Regions from separate parts of the Mus musculus genome. Here all the other regions are linked to region 5. The links are chromatin contacts, called in public Hi-C and HiChIP or PLAC-seq maps. All regions are on one chromosome and are shown on one strand. Each heading gives the region's core, a stretch centred on a gene start, on an enhancer-like site or on the middle of the called end of the contact. The rest is flanking DNA. Distances are from core to core; before and after follow the strand shown. Region 1 has its middle 130 kb from the start of Ubxn2b. Region 2 has its middle 230 kb from the start of Ubxn2b. Region 3 has its middle 290 kb from the start of 4930423M02Rik. Region 4 has its middle 160 kb from the start of Ubxn2b. Region 5 holds the start of Fam110b (family with sequence similarity 110, member B).

Region 1 (2,700 bases), core at 117-2,616, 410 kb before region 5:
ATCTTGCGCACGCCCTTGCTTACCAGCCAGAACAACGCTGCAACAGGATCCTTCTGCACATGTTTATTGGGAGAGCTTGATTACAGAGGCGAAGAGACCCCAAGCCCAGAACTGGTGCTGCTTATATAGGCCTAGGAGAGGCATGTCTCACACCTGGATTGGTTATGCATGGGTTATGCTTACCACCTCATTTGCATGTCTCACATCTGATTGGTTAACATGTCTCTCATCTGATTGGTTAACTTGTCTCTAATCTGATTGGTTAACTTGTCTCTAATCTGATTGGTTAATTCTCAAAACCTCATCTTGGCAAAAAAAAAAAAAAAACTTTACTGCCTATGTATGCTTGGTGGCCAGCAGAAGCCAGCGCCACCCTGCAATGGCACATGTGGCTTCCCACAGTAATGGAGGCAGGAGGATTCTTGAATTGGCAGTCTAGATGATTTTGCTAGCAACAGGTCCAGTGAGAGAACTTGTCCCAGTGAATGAGAAGAATAATTGAGGAGAACATTTGACTTAAACATTTGTCCTCCAATATGCATGCATGTATATGAACACATACACATGTACCTCAGTAGTATTTATCTTGATACATTTTCCTTTGGCCCATTCCTATGCACTGTGGACATAGATGTAGTCAGAATAAAAGAGTGAAAAGAAAACCTTGCAATGTATTTTTCTAGGAACAATAGTGGTAAGATATAACTATAAAATTAATGTAAGTATCAAAAGCCAAATGGCAACTATTTTTGATTTTGTTTGTTTGCTTTTATACTCCTTCAGATAACTAAGAATTGGCTGCTTAATTTAAATATAATCTTCCTCAAGAGGATTTTTATCAGACTGGTATTCCGCTGTTCTATACTAATTAGTGATAGGCTTTTATTTATAGACTATTTTAAACGCATGGTTACAGGTTCATAGAGATGCTGAACCATTAGTTATATTTGCTACAAGAAGACAAGTGTCTCTGTAGAGCAGAGCCAGCAAGACTCTTATGTGGTTGGATTAATATTTCTTGTACACTTTATCTTCTTGGCTTGGTACTGTTACATAATATAACATACTGTAACATACTGGCTTCCCAGTGCTCCCCATGAAGATTGCATGTAGCTACCTGTTTTTGTTATTGTCTTCCTTTGCTTGCCTAGGAGTATCTCAGAGTTTTAGTTGCTGTGATAAAACAAGATGACCAAAAGATACTTGATGAATACAGTACTTTACTTCACTTAAGCATCCACATCATAGTCCATCATCCAGGAAAGTCAGTGCAGGACCCCAAGGTAGGAACCCGGAGACAGGAAGTGAAGCAGAAGCTGTGGAAGAGAGCCATTTACTCTTTTTTCACTCATGGCTTCCTCAATCTGCTTTTTTGCTCAGCCTGAAGCCACATGCCCAGAGGTAGCTCTGCCCACATTGAACTGGCCCTCCCACAGCAATCATCAATCAAGAAAATGCCTACACACTTCCATATAGGCGAATCCTATGAATGTGTTTTCTCTCTTAAGATTCCCTCTTTTCAGATCCTAGTTAGTGTCAAGCTGACATAAAACCTAGCTAGCACAAGGGAGATGGAATGATGGAGTACTGACTTCGAATTTACTTTGCACCTTTCCAGTCACAAAATTCAAAAGTTGGATCTTATAAAATTCAAAACATCAATATACTGAATCAAACCCATTTTCATATCACTTGTACTGCAATTTTTCTGGAAGTATAGCTTATTACTCTCCCTATGCAAGGCTTTCTATTCCACATTCCCCTTGGTTCAGTTCTCCTGTACACTTATGGATGAATTACAGCCCTGCCTCACTGCTTACCCTGTCCTCTGCCAGCAAAATAAACGTGGAATAGGGCCTTTTATCTTAGCAGGACCTCTCCAGATACAGCATTCAAACAACTTTTCTCTCTTCAATGTATTCTTTATGAGGCCTGAAGTCATTCTTTCACTTTGAGTCTAAAATAAGAACTTTTGTGGTTAATGCAGCAGATGTGGCAATAGTCATTCATGACCTCCTGGCTTCCTGTGACCAGGCCTGTGGTGTTTTCTTTGGCTGCTTACTTTGAATTGAGTTAGTTTGACATTGACTTTATCATTGTCAGTTGACAGAACTTTGTGACTGAAAGGTATTGTTATATTCAGGTACGTGGAAGGGTCACTATAGAGTTGTTGGACAGAGTATTATGGAGAAGATAAAGTCATATCTGTTTCAACTTACTGGCCACTTATTTCTCTGCTGGCTAAAATAATGTGTTGGCCCATCTGATTTCACACTGCCTTCAACTTTTTGGTGAATAACTCCTACCCCAAGGTGACGTTTATCAAAGCTTATCGGTAATATGCTTTTTTGGGGGGTCTCATCTGGGTCATCTGTGCCATACACAGATGTGTTCTAAGTCTGTGGGGGTGGAGCCTAGAGAATGCCCTGCGAAAGTGTAAGTCCTACCAAAGGTCTACCTCTATAAGCTTGAGGATCAGTATCTTATTTTTAATTTTAATTAAAATTTTATTATAAAGAATTTGCAAGTTATAAAAAGTCACATGGCAAAATTAACCAGCTCAGAAGTCTGTATATCTCAGTGAACTGTGCAATTAGAATAGCTAGTTTCTAGAGAGCAGTATTTTATAATCTTAACTGGCATCATATTTATTAGTAGTACCTGTGATTTGGAGAATTGGATGAATCACATTTAATTTCT
Region 2 (2,700 bases), core at 19-2,518, 310 kb before region 5:
AAAACAGAAGTGAACTAGTTTAGAAGAGGCATGGCAGGAGTGGCCATTAGAGACTATAATAGGGTTGAATATGATGAAAATGTGTGTGTATGTAACTGCCAAAAATGAGTCATTTGATAGGTATCTGTGGGACTTAAGTAACCAAGACTTATGAACCCCAGGAAGACAACTCACAAGTTTCAGGATGTTCCTGAAACTTAGAAGAGGCACAATTTCCCTCCCCAAGGTTTTATAAGAAGGAAGAACTATTGAAGAGAGGAGGCTACCCATCCAATCTGTTAAGCTCCCTGCATGACATGCAGGGAAATTCAGGGATATAAACTTTTGCAAGTTGTCACCCAGGCTGAGGTAAGATTTTTGGTGATCCATCTGAATTTGAGTCATCCAGGCACCTATAAACAACCTTTCTCTCATGAAGTTACTACTGTAAGTAACTTAAGTAAACATAATGGTTTACTAAGGTAGGGGAGTTAGTTTGGTCTGTTGCCACTGCCATACCTCAGGTAATTAGACATTTCTTTACATATTTCTAGAAAAAGCCCAAGAAATTTGGAAGTCATTAAAACAAAGACCTCTTCCAAGCTATTCTGTGACAAGATGGAGGATGAGAAATGGGATGAAGTTGATAAGTATAAAAAAATAAAATCTCTAAAAAGCGGAGAAATGCTATCAGCTCCTAGATTCTGAAAAGACAAGAAAGATTCTCTCCCAGTATCTATAAAGGAGTGTAGCATTACTGCCCCATGATTTTATAGATTTCTGCTCTACAGATAAATAGCTCAATGCATGTTTTTTTTGTAAGTCACAACAATTGTGATGATTTAAATAGCAGCTGCAGAAAGCCAATCTGTGGACACATAGTGCAAAGCACATCAGGATGGATGCATTTCAGGCCCTGAGTTCAGTTCCTAGCACTGTTGGGTGGATGTGAACTCCAGCTTATCCTTTTTTTCACCTCTTTGGGAACCCACACCCAAGTACCATTCATTTAAACACAGAGAGATACATGTACATAGAAAGAATAAATATGTTTCTTTTAAAAAACTTATACTACAACTGTCTACCACAGTATAGGACAGAACACCTCTCATTGAATCAGCTTTATTTCTGTAGCAACATAGTTGTATCAGGTACATTCTTGTCTGCTTCTGCCATCTGTGATTCTTGAAATCACTGGGGAAAAATAATCGTCTGAGAAAAAAAGGCAGCTCCAAGGGCTTTCATTGGGTTATGGTTACCAGGGGAACCATTTTACTTGGTAATCAATGTGTTTAGCATGCTTCTGCTGCTTCTGTTTAATTTCTAAAGATATTAACACAGAGCAGGTCCACGGAAAACATAGGGGTGGGGAGAAGGAAAGCTTGAACAGTAACTTCAATGAGAGAAAAGCTGGACAACTCACTCCTATGAAGCTGAAGAAAACGTAAAAAATAAATGACTTTGGTTTTGTGTAAGCTCAAGAGAATGGTATTTATAAATTAAATATGAGAGGTATTTTTCTGTAGCAGATTGGCAGGATCAAGTAAGGTCCCTGAAATTCTTTTGCAGTGACTTGGAGGAAAAGTAACTGTGTCAGCAGCAAGCCAAGGTTGTCTTTGTAAATTGATGCCCCACCTCTCTCCTCTTCCTTTTTTCCCTTCTTTCTATATCCCCCACTCGCTTTTCTCCAACATGTTTTATTTTCTTAGAACTTTTTCATTTTTAATATATGAAAAAAACTGGATTGCAGCCTGGCAATGCTGAGCATTCAGTTCTATTCACTGTAATACAGAACCGTGGGCTCCTTTACACAGCCAAGGACTTGAGCCCCTGAGAGAAGAAACAGCAGTCTATGTTTGGAATTAGAGGAAATGAAGGAAATTCTTAGGGAGGGAATGGGACAAGTGGGGACTGTTTCATGTACTGTGTGTTGAGGTCCTTTGGGTCTTTTTCTTTAAAGAACACAAGAGTTGGTTCTTTGATCACAGCCAGATTATCACAGCAGCAGACTACAGCCCAGTGGATGACTAAGACTGTCCCATGCTGGTATTGCCCAATCACAGGGGGCTAGGTCTAGAGGCAAATTTATTTTATCTTATTTTTTTAGATTTGAGACCATGCAAGAATCTGCAATTCTATTCAAATCTTATACTCCAAGGCGAACCAGTTTAGGTACTTTGATTTCTTGCATTTATATAATTTTAAGATACATTGTTGTGAAAATAACAATATTTGAAACTGTCTTGGTCATAGAGATTTGTAGAAACATAGTGACAAAACAGAAGCAAAATGAAATATCAGAGTAAGCTTTCTAAATAGGTGAATTCATGCATACATTCATAGACCCATGGGTGTATTGTTGCTTATGATCATCTGATTCAGAAAGAATTTTACCTTCTCATTACTTTTCAGCTCAATGAGTTTCTTGAGCTGTGCTTTTATAAAACATGAAGTGTGGGGTGTACTGATTTAAGTTCTGTCTTAAAACTTAACAGCTGACAATAAACATAAAATACTCAATTCCAATTAGTATGTAGTCTTAAAATTAGTTTTTAAAACATATATCAGATAAAACTTAAATGGGGATATAAAAGCAATAGAATTTCTGGGCTGTCTAAAATACATGCGGATAAATGAATGTAACAGATAAAGAGTGGGCAGGCAAGGAGCTCAGCTGGTAGAATGGTTGCATAGCATTTATGAAGCTCTGGCTTTATTCCC
Region 3 (2,700 bases), core at 166-2,665, 310 kb after region 5:
TTCTCTATCACATCTCTCAAATTACTTTATATTACTATAGATAATTTCATATGGAAATATACTCTTATCAAATTGGAACACATAATATATATCATTATGATTGTGATTTTGCTGCTTTAAGAAAAAAGTCCAGGAGTGCAGAAACATCCTCTAAGCTACTCGGTCACTGCTTTTCTCATGACACAAGCTCTTTGCTCCTTCATCTTCTTCTCTCATAGCTGGGGAGTTACTTTTCTGGAAACCATGGTGCTTCCAGGAGGTGGTTCCCAATGCCTAGTCCCAGATACAGAAGTTATGAGTAACACAGATCTCCTTCTCAGATATGGGCTGTAGACTGGCATGGCACCACATCAAAGTCAGTACTAAAATAGTGAAATGGTCTCTGATCTGAGAGCAACTAATTCTCCTCTTTTGAGTCCCCACCTGCTCTTCATGAGAAGAAATATCACACCAGGTGATTCACCAAGCCTTGACCAAGGCTTCCCTGAGTCTTTCTTCTGCATTTCCAGATATACTGGATTCTTTGTTCTTGATTCTTCATATCTAGCATAGATATTCTTTTAAGTCAGCAACTGGGGACAGTAATAATAATAAGAACTTACTGATGTCTTCCCCCATGTTCCTGTGATCATGGGAAAATGTTATCTCTTTTATCAGAAAAATAAAACAAACAAATGAACAAACGAACAAACAAAATTGTAAATTTCCACAAATTCTTACTTTGAATTAATGAGGCAAAATAAGATATTTTGCAAACAATGTGAAAAGTGTGGCAGATGTTAGAAATCTTTAGATGAATGGACTTTTCCTCTACACTGCTGAGCTTGGACTCCAAACGACTACTGAAAGTCAGACACACGTAGAACACCATGGTTAATTGTGATTAGTCGTCTTCTATGGGTTTTATTTTTGATGTGCACCTGTGAATGTACACACGTGTATCCATGTATAGGTTAGAGGTCAATGTCAAGTGTATTCATCAATCACACATAGCCTCTTTCTTTTTCAATGAACCCAGAGCTCACCAGTTCAGCTAGACTAGCTGTCCAGCATGTCCCAAGAGTTGGCCAGTCTTAACCTCCCTGGCTTTAGGATTACATAATTATACAGGACTGTTTTACATGGATTATGGCCATTGAACTCACGACCTCAAGATTATATGTTAAACACTCCATTGACTTAGTCATCTCCCCCATCCTCTATGTGTTCTAACTACATGATATGCCTTTTATTCTTTCCATCTTTCACTTCCCTCCCCTTGAGCAAACACCCTTGTCCCCAGTCCAAGAGGATTTGGAGGACTGGCTTCCATCACACAATGATAGGATTTTGTTTATTGTAAGTGAGGAATGGGCAAAGGGAGACACAAAACAGATGAATAGGCAAGAGTATGAATAAACTATCCATGCTGTCAAGGAACAGATGGTGGCTGGAGCTTCTGGCCTAAACAAACCAATCTGTGAGATCTAGAAGGCGATAGTGTTCATGTTTTCCTAAGAAAAAGTTCTAGTGATAGAGTAAAAATGATCTCACCACTGAATTTCTACCATAAAACAAAACAAACAAAACAAAACAAAACAAAACTACTCTTTCATTTATAGTACATCCAACAAATAGTCACTGTGTCATTTTTATTTATTGTAAACACTGGAGGCCTAAGGGTGTCCAAAAGAGCAACAATAGAGACCACTCCCACCTCTCCTTCAGTCTGTGCTCACAAGGTTTTATGATACCTTGTTGAAGAGAAGACTTTAGAGGCAGGCTGGGAAATAGGAGACTATAATGTAGGTGTGTGGTACCCGCCTATGCTAATACCACGCCAGCCTAAGTTTTCCAACAATCAACCAGAGTTTGGATCTGATAGCTCTACCCTGACTTAGATTTTTGGAATAAGTTTTTATTGTGAATTTTTTTTAACTACCTTCACAGATTCTGATCTTCAGAACACAGAATTCTGGAGAAGATAAAGGAAGTAGTGCAAGTGTGCGTGTGCGTGTGTGTGTGAGAGAGAGAGAGAGAGAAAGAGAGAGAAAGAGAGAGAAAGAGAGAGAGAGGGAGAGGGAGAGGGAGAGAGAGAGGGAGGGAGAGAGAGAGAGAGAGAGAGAGAGAGAGAGAGAGAGAGAGAGAGAGAGAGGAAGGAAGAAGAGACAGAACCGTGGGCTTCATTCCCACTAGGAGAGCTCTCTAACACTGGGTAGGACCATGTGGACCAAGGTGGCTGTGGTTGCACAGAATGCACTATGGAGTCAATGCCTGTAGGAAAATCCCATTTAGACTTACTGTATGACTTGGGGGGGAGTTAGTTAACATCTCTGTGGGTTATTATGATAACTAAATGAGTTAATAATCCATGTAGAAAATTTATGACAGGGCCTGGCACACAGTAAATCCTAGAGAATGGCATTTATGATATTGTAACTTATTTACATATAAAGTAGACATGTTTACAATGTCTTGTAAATCAGCCTGTGATTAGATGTGAGTCTTTGACATGAAAATGACCTCAAACACTACAATGAATAACACACTCTCACCTGAACTTCAGGAGTTTTAGCATGAATACAATACAGGTTTTGTCTCCAGATTCTGCATCAGGTTCAGCCAATGTCCTATTGTGAGGGATTTATGACTAGCTGATGATTGGATTGAGTGGAGTGGTATGCTGAGAAACCACTTGGAGGATGGTGAACTGGGTGGGCA
Region 4 (2,700 bases), core at 53-2,552, 390 kb before region 5:
TTTGAGATCAAATGGTTTCATCTTTCCCTGTAAGATTAAGTGTTAGAACAAGCAGCTGTGAGGCATGCATGCTGGGAAATTCTCCTGGGGATGATTTGCTGCTCTGTCTCAGGGAGGCTAGGACAGAGTATGCAGTATAACGATGGAAGGCGGCAGCTGTGGTGTGGGACTCATGAGATCCCAGAAAAAGGGAACTTCTTTAATAGCCAACCATGGACTCTGATGAGTCAGTCCTGGGCTGCTGAAGAACTTGATATTCATCCATAAAACTTAGCATTTTAGGAGAATATGTAGATGTCAAATCTCAAGCCATGCTTACTGATAGGAATTTAAAAAGAATTGGTCTTTGAGAATATTGAGACAGCTTAGCAATTAAAAGCATGTACTGCCCTTGTAGTACTACCACAGGGTCGTATCCAACATCCATTCTGGGCTACCCAATAGCCCCCGTAACTCAATCCCCAGGGGTACTTGTGTGATATTCTGTCTTCTGTGGGCAACTGTACTCATGTGTACATGTATACTCTTAGATATGATTAATAATAAAATATTTTAGGCTCAATGAAGTTGAGTTTTATGTCTTTCAAAGTATGAGTCTTGAAAACTCTGGGCCCTAGAGCTAAGTTTGTAGGTGTGTGTGTGTGTGTGTGTGTGTAATAGTTCACGTGCTGTGTGTTTGTATGGACTTTCTTGAATTGAGAATGGAAGTCCTTCAGAGTCTATGCAAAGTGACATTTGTGACTTGTGATTTTAAAAATGCCAAATGCAGTTAATATGTAGATACCAGAAAAGGCACAATCAGGATTAGAAGTAGAACAGAAAAGAAGTTATTTTAAAAAGCCCGAAAACAGACAGTAACAGGTGTACCTGGTGACAGCAAAAGAGATTAGAAAGTGAATGCCTTCAGGGTGGTTTTTGAAAATAAATTTGAAAGGTTCAGAGTGATGCAGCAAGGAAGCCCTGAGATGTGTCAGAGATGACTGGAGGCTTTAGCCTAAAACCACATCAAACACAGAGGGGTTGCTCACTGAACAGGAGAGGGCTCAGACATTCCCACCATTTTAAAGGTAAGGATATAAGGGCTGTTATTTTGAAACTGTCAGGTCTGAAATGTCAACGTTTTATCGCAACAGTTGAGATTTTTGAGGAAATAATTGGATATATGAGTCCAAATTTTAGGATGACAATCTGCCTGAATTGAATTAATGTTTTCTAGCTGAATGAAATGAATACTGAATGGATTCCTGCAATCTCAGTTCCATTCTACAGGGGGAAAAAGAATATCTGAGTCTATTTCAAGCAGGAATGAATATGCATGCTCACACCATTAGCATCAATGACATCCAGAAGCATGAATCTTGAATCACAGAGTAAATACACACAGAAGTCACAGCCCATAGCTTTGTGGGAGGATACAAAAGGAGACTGATGATGAGTGAAGGAGTCACCAGGTGGCTGATATATGCATCAAATACCACCATCTGCCAAGTAACAAGAGACCCAGAAATAGCCTGGACACAGTAAGTCCCTGGTGACAATGTCCAGAACAGTTTTGGTGGCATAGAGTGGATGAAAAGTTAGGTTATATGTGATTAAGAGAGAACTGAAGGAAAGAAACACAAACCATCAGGCACTGACAGCTTAAGTTCAGTATCAAAAATCACTAAGACTCTAGAAAACTGGGATTACTTAGCCTAAAATGCTGGTGGCCACATATCAAGGGCATCATGGGGCAACACAGAAAGCGGGTTGTTAGAAATTTGGGACTGAAATTTAAGGCAGCGAAGCTACATGGAAGCAGGGACGATTCTGGCCTTGGATAACTCGAAAAACTTTACTTTCAGAGAAGAACAGAAGACTGGGTCAAAAACCTATAGTTAGTGAAAAAGTAGCACTCATGCGTCCTAGGAAAGCTGTCGTTCCGGTAACGCAATGGCTTCACGTTCAGTGATGCTGGGCTCTCGTTTATTGTAGCTGCATTCTCGGCTGTAGTTAACAAGAAAGCACAGAGTCTTACATTAGCTCTGGTCAAGTCTTTGCTTCCTTCTGAAGCTTCGTAATCCTGGTCTCCATCATCTACATTGCTCTTAGCATTTCTATTTTCCAAGTCCCCACAACAGCTCATGAAACTCTGAGTACTCAGTACATTTGCAACTCAACTTTACAAATATTTCCCCAATCCTTCCCAAATGAACATGACTAGCTTTGTCACAGCAATGTCATGGAACTGGGACCAACTTCTCTTCCAGTTAGGTTGATATTGCAGTGATTATGGTCATGGCTGTCATAGGGTTTCTATTGCTGTGATCAAACACCACAACCAAAAGCAGCGAGGGGAGGCAAAGATTTACTTCATCTCACCTGTCCATCACTAAGCGACGTTGAGCTGGAGCTCAAGAAAAGATCCTGTAGTCAGGAACTGAAATAGAAACCATGGAGGAATGTCTTTACTGGCTTGCTACTCATGGTTTGGTCAGTTTACATGCTCATCTACCTCAGGTCCATCCTCCCAGAGATAGAACTGCCCACAATGTGCTGGAACCTTCTAAACCAATTATCGATCAAGAAAATCCCCAAAAGGTTTGCCTGTAGGCTACTCTTACGTAGATATTTTTGCAATTGAGGTTCCTTCTTCTCAGATGACCTTACCCTGTGTCAATTGGACAATAAATTGGACAATTGTCTAGTCTTCTCTGAGCC
Region 5 (2,700 bases), core at 78-2,577:
ATACCACAAAGTGAATACAAATACAACAGTAATAATAATGATGATAATAATAACAACAATAATAAACGATGCTAATAATAACATCAACAGCACAGGTGCTTTCGCATGACTTAGATGGTGGAAGCTAAATAACTCTTTCACACCAAGAGAGGAAATGAAAATGGAAGTCATATTATTCATACAGAAAAAAATGCTGATTCTGCTATCATATTCCTCTCTGCAAAAATAGACTCGGCAGTCCTCACAAGCCAGCCATGCACTGTTGTCACAGATGTGCGCCAGATTTGCACAGGACATAACTTGGCTGTGGGGGGAAACCTGAATCTTAGGCAAGAAAGAATGCCTGTTCTTTCTTGGAAGAGAATGTGGTGACTGTCAATAAATCTGAATAGCAACTTTAAAGGGTCAAAAAAGCTGGGAGTCCGGTGGTTTTATTCCCACTTTGGGAAGTAATAAGGCAAAGTTATCCCCTCTTCCTTCTTTGCTGGCCACCACGGAAAGACTTGTCACCATCAGGCTCCTTGCTATAACAAAAGGAGGGCAGCACAGACACCAGCTTCTCACAGCCTAGCATTGTCGCCAAGTTCTGAGCACCGCTAAGTGACAGGGGCACGAGTGAGCCAGGACCAATTTTATTCTATTTCCAACCCTCATGCTTTCAAAGAAAACAGACAACCGAGCTGTGGGAGGACTGGAGGGAGGAGGCGGTGGGGGCAAACAAACTTTCAGAGCCCCGGGATCTGCATTCCCGCAGGAACTGACAGCACAGTGACGCGCCCACGGGATGACCTGGGTGGGGATGCAGCACGGAGTGGGGCTGGGGGCCGCCGCGTCCTCGCCCACCTTCTCCCCAGCAGTCAGCGCTCCTTCCGAGCCTGGGCCTCATCCCCGGCCCGGGGCGTGCAGCCGAGCGCAGGGCGGACAGCGGGCCAGGCTCCTCGGTGCCCAGGCCCGGCCGGAGCGGGACCCTGAGAGGTACTCCCCACCCGCCAGCGCCCCCGTTTACCTTGGCCGCACTCCGGCCCCTGCAAGGCGGCCAGGCCAGGCACCAGGCTCGGGAGACCGCGAGGAGGAGCTTGGGCCCGGCGATGCACTGCAGGCCGGGATGAAGTGGCCGCCGGGTCCTCGCCGCCGGCTCGGAATGGACCGGGTTAGCCGAACCGGCCCGGATCGGGCGGCAACGGAGGGCTGAGCTGACCGGGGCCGCGTTTGCTCCTCCGCACCGAAGGGGCGGGCTCAGGCAGGCTCCGCAGGAGAGCGAGGGAGGGAACTTGGAGCCAGTTGCTGCGGCCCAGAGCGCGTGTCTCTGCGCAGCCGGCACGCCCCCAGAGCGCCCCGCCCCCAGCCTACCTTCCCGCCCCACCCCCTCCGCACCCGCACTCTTCCTCCTTCTCCTCCACCCCGCCCACCTGCGCCTTGGCCCCACCCCCATCAGCCCCACGCCCACCCTGTGCCCTACTCCCCCACTGCTCCTAAGCCTTGATGCTCTGGGATGTGACTCTTCCACCCCAGGACAGTGCACATCAGGCTGTGCTGGTTCCTAGAACATGTGGGCAGATGTGATGAGCTTTTCTGATAGCCCCTTCTTGAAGATCTTGCCAAGTCTCCTACCTCACATGTGGTTAGTAATAGGGTTTTCTCCGTGGGCAGGAAGCATTTTAGAAAGACTAAGTATGTTCTAAATGAGTTTTGCTAGTGGGAAGTCTAAAAATTAAAATGCACGTATATCAAAATAACCGAATTTAAAGGAGATTAGGGGAATCACAATATATATTCCTTGCCCCTCCCCCCCAAAAAAAATCTATCAAGCAAAATTTCTCTATTTTTAACCCTTAGTACTATGAAATGTAATGGCATTTGTATGAGTTTTGCGGAAAGGCCATCTATACATATTTAAATTATGCAACTTTTGATTCCCTGTAGTTCAGAAATTATCAACTAAAAATCAGATAGCTACAACAAATCTCTGGCTATTTGCAAGAGTATTGTGTTAGCATGTGATGTAATGCTGGGCTTTGAGTGAAGGTTGGCATGCAAACAGGGTCCTTGTCAGCCTCTATGCCTACTCCAAAATCCCTGTCGGTGGACTGAAGCTATTTGTCATCATTATTATAGCAAACGCAGCCAGTTTCCAGCCCAAACAGACCCCACCTCTGCACTTGCTTGTTCCATTCCTTCTTTTAAGCCTTGCCACTTCCCCACTGTGTGTGACTGAGATGCAAACTTCCATTTGAGTGTCCCGGACAGCCAAGTAAAGAATATCTTTACTCTGGAAATAGAGATGGGAGGAAGGAGGTCATGACCTACGCAGGAAGTATCAAGGTTCTTTCTCCTAAATATGTCCTGTAAGCCTGCAGCAGCAGAGTGTGCCCCACCAGAGAACAAAGGCAAGCCAGAAGGAAACCTTCACTAGCAGGGGAGCCAGGAAAACTCATGTCTCAACTAACGAATCTGCAAAGTGAACTGCACAGCATCAGCAAAGTGAACTGCACAGCATCAGCATGGGGCTTCAGAGGACATGTCCCGCTGAACTGCCTTCTTGCTCTTTCAGTTTTCCAATGGGCTCCGGTTCAAAATGTTGACTTATAAAATCATAAAAGATTACCCTGGGCTTTGGAAATCAGAAACACAACCAGTAGCTTCTAGCTTTTGTGTTGATCAAACCACGTAATTTCTTGATAATGAAGTACAGGTCAAGAA

Evidence for each region. A called contact is a pair of places that touch in the nucleus more often than the background predicts. HiChIP or PLAC-seq counts read pairs in DNA pulled down with a chosen protein or histone mark.
Region 1: a contact with region 5 is called in an H3K4me3 HiChIP or PLAC-seq map of bone marrow-derived macrophages, with 4 times the contacts expected there. The contact joins the enhancer-like site here to the promoter of Fam110b in region 5. A contact is called at or near these places in 7 of 39 promoter capture datasets (the 3T3-L1 cell line, 3T3-L1-derived adipocytes, embryonic stem cells and 2 more), 2 of 484 Hi-C or Micro-C datasets (bone marrow-derived macrophages and myocytes) and 5 of 115 datasets of contacts at active chromatin or transcription factors (SST interneurons, astrocytes, bone marrow-derived macrophages and 2 more).
Region 2: an H3K4me3 HiChIP or PLAC-seq map of embryonic forebrain shows a contact between it and region 5, with 4 times the contacts expected there. The contact joins the enhancer-like site here to the promoter of Fam110b in region 5. A contact is called at or near these places in 7 of 39 promoter capture datasets (the 3T3-L1 cell line, cranial neural crest, embryonic stem cells and 3 more), 1 of 15 datasets of contacts at CTCF or cohesin (the NIH/3T3 cell line), 1 of 484 Hi-C or Micro-C datasets (nephron progenitors), 7 of 115 datasets of contacts at active chromatin or transcription factors (astrocytes, embryonic basal ganglia, embryonic forebrain and 3 more) and 2 of 9 other capture datasets (adipose tissue and embryonic stem cells).
Region 3: a contact with region 5 is called in a Hi-C map of uterus. The contact joins the enhancer-like site here to the promoter of Fam110b in region 5. A contact is called at or near these places in 2 of 39 promoter capture datasets (the 3T3-L1 cell line and hippocampal neurons) and 2 of 484 Hi-C or Micro-C datasets (cortical neurons and uterus).
Region 4: a Hi-C map of cortical neurons shows a contact between it and region 5, with 3 times the contacts expected there. The contact joins the enhancer-like site here to the promoter of Fam110b in region 5. A contact is called at or near these places in 7 of 39 promoter capture datasets (the 3T3-L1 cell line, hippocampal neurons, liver and 3 more), 3 of 484 Hi-C or Micro-C datasets (cerebral cortex and cortical neurons), 3 of 115 datasets of contacts at active chromatin or transcription factors (embryonic forebrain, forebrain and stem cell-derived neural progenitor cells) and 2 of 9 other capture datasets (embryonic stem cells and liver).

The regions. Positions count from the first base shown.
Region 1 is chr4:6,057,332-6,060,031 of GRCm38.p6, reverse strand. No RefSeq gene overlaps it. Among named protein-coding and RNA genes, the nearest start is that of Ubxn2b, 130 kb to the left of the region's middle. Within about 2 kb of position 1,366, at least 21 of the 459 cell types and tissues checked have an H3K27ac peak or open chromatin away from gene starts, as enhancers often do. A contact at or near this core is called in bone marrow-derived macrophages, where this site is marked.
Region 2 is chr4:5,955,674-5,958,373 of GRCm38.p6, reverse strand. No RefSeq gene overlaps it. Among named protein-coding and RNA genes, the nearest start is that of Ubxn2b, 230 kb to the left of the region's middle. Within about 2 kb of position 1,268, at least 14 of the 459 cell types and tissues checked have an H3K27ac peak or open chromatin away from gene starts, as enhancers often do. A contact at or near this core is called in embryonic basal ganglia and embryonic forebrain, where this site is marked.
Region 3 is chr4:5,336,341-5,339,040 of GRCm38.p6, reverse strand. No RefSeq gene overlaps it. Among named protein-coding and RNA genes, the nearest start is that of 4930423M02Rik, 290 kb to the left of the region's middle. Within about 2 kb of position 1,415, at least 2 of the 459 cell types and tissues checked have an H3K27ac peak or open chromatin away from gene starts, as enhancers often do. A contact at or near this core is called in uterus, where this site is marked.
Region 4 is chr4:6,029,368-6,032,067 of GRCm38.p6, reverse strand. No RefSeq gene overlaps it. Among named protein-coding and RNA genes, the nearest start is that of Ubxn2b, 160 kb to the left of the region's middle. Within about 2 kb of position 1,302, at least 5 of the 459 cell types and tissues checked have an H3K27ac peak or open chromatin away from gene starts, as enhancers often do. A contact at or near this core is called in cortical neurons, where this site is marked.
Region 5 is chr4:5,642,717-5,645,416 of GRCm38.p6, reverse strand. Fam110b (family with sequence similarity 110, member B) reads right to left here and starts at 1,327. Exons shown (of 3, transcript NM_173426.3): 1 at 1,007-1,327.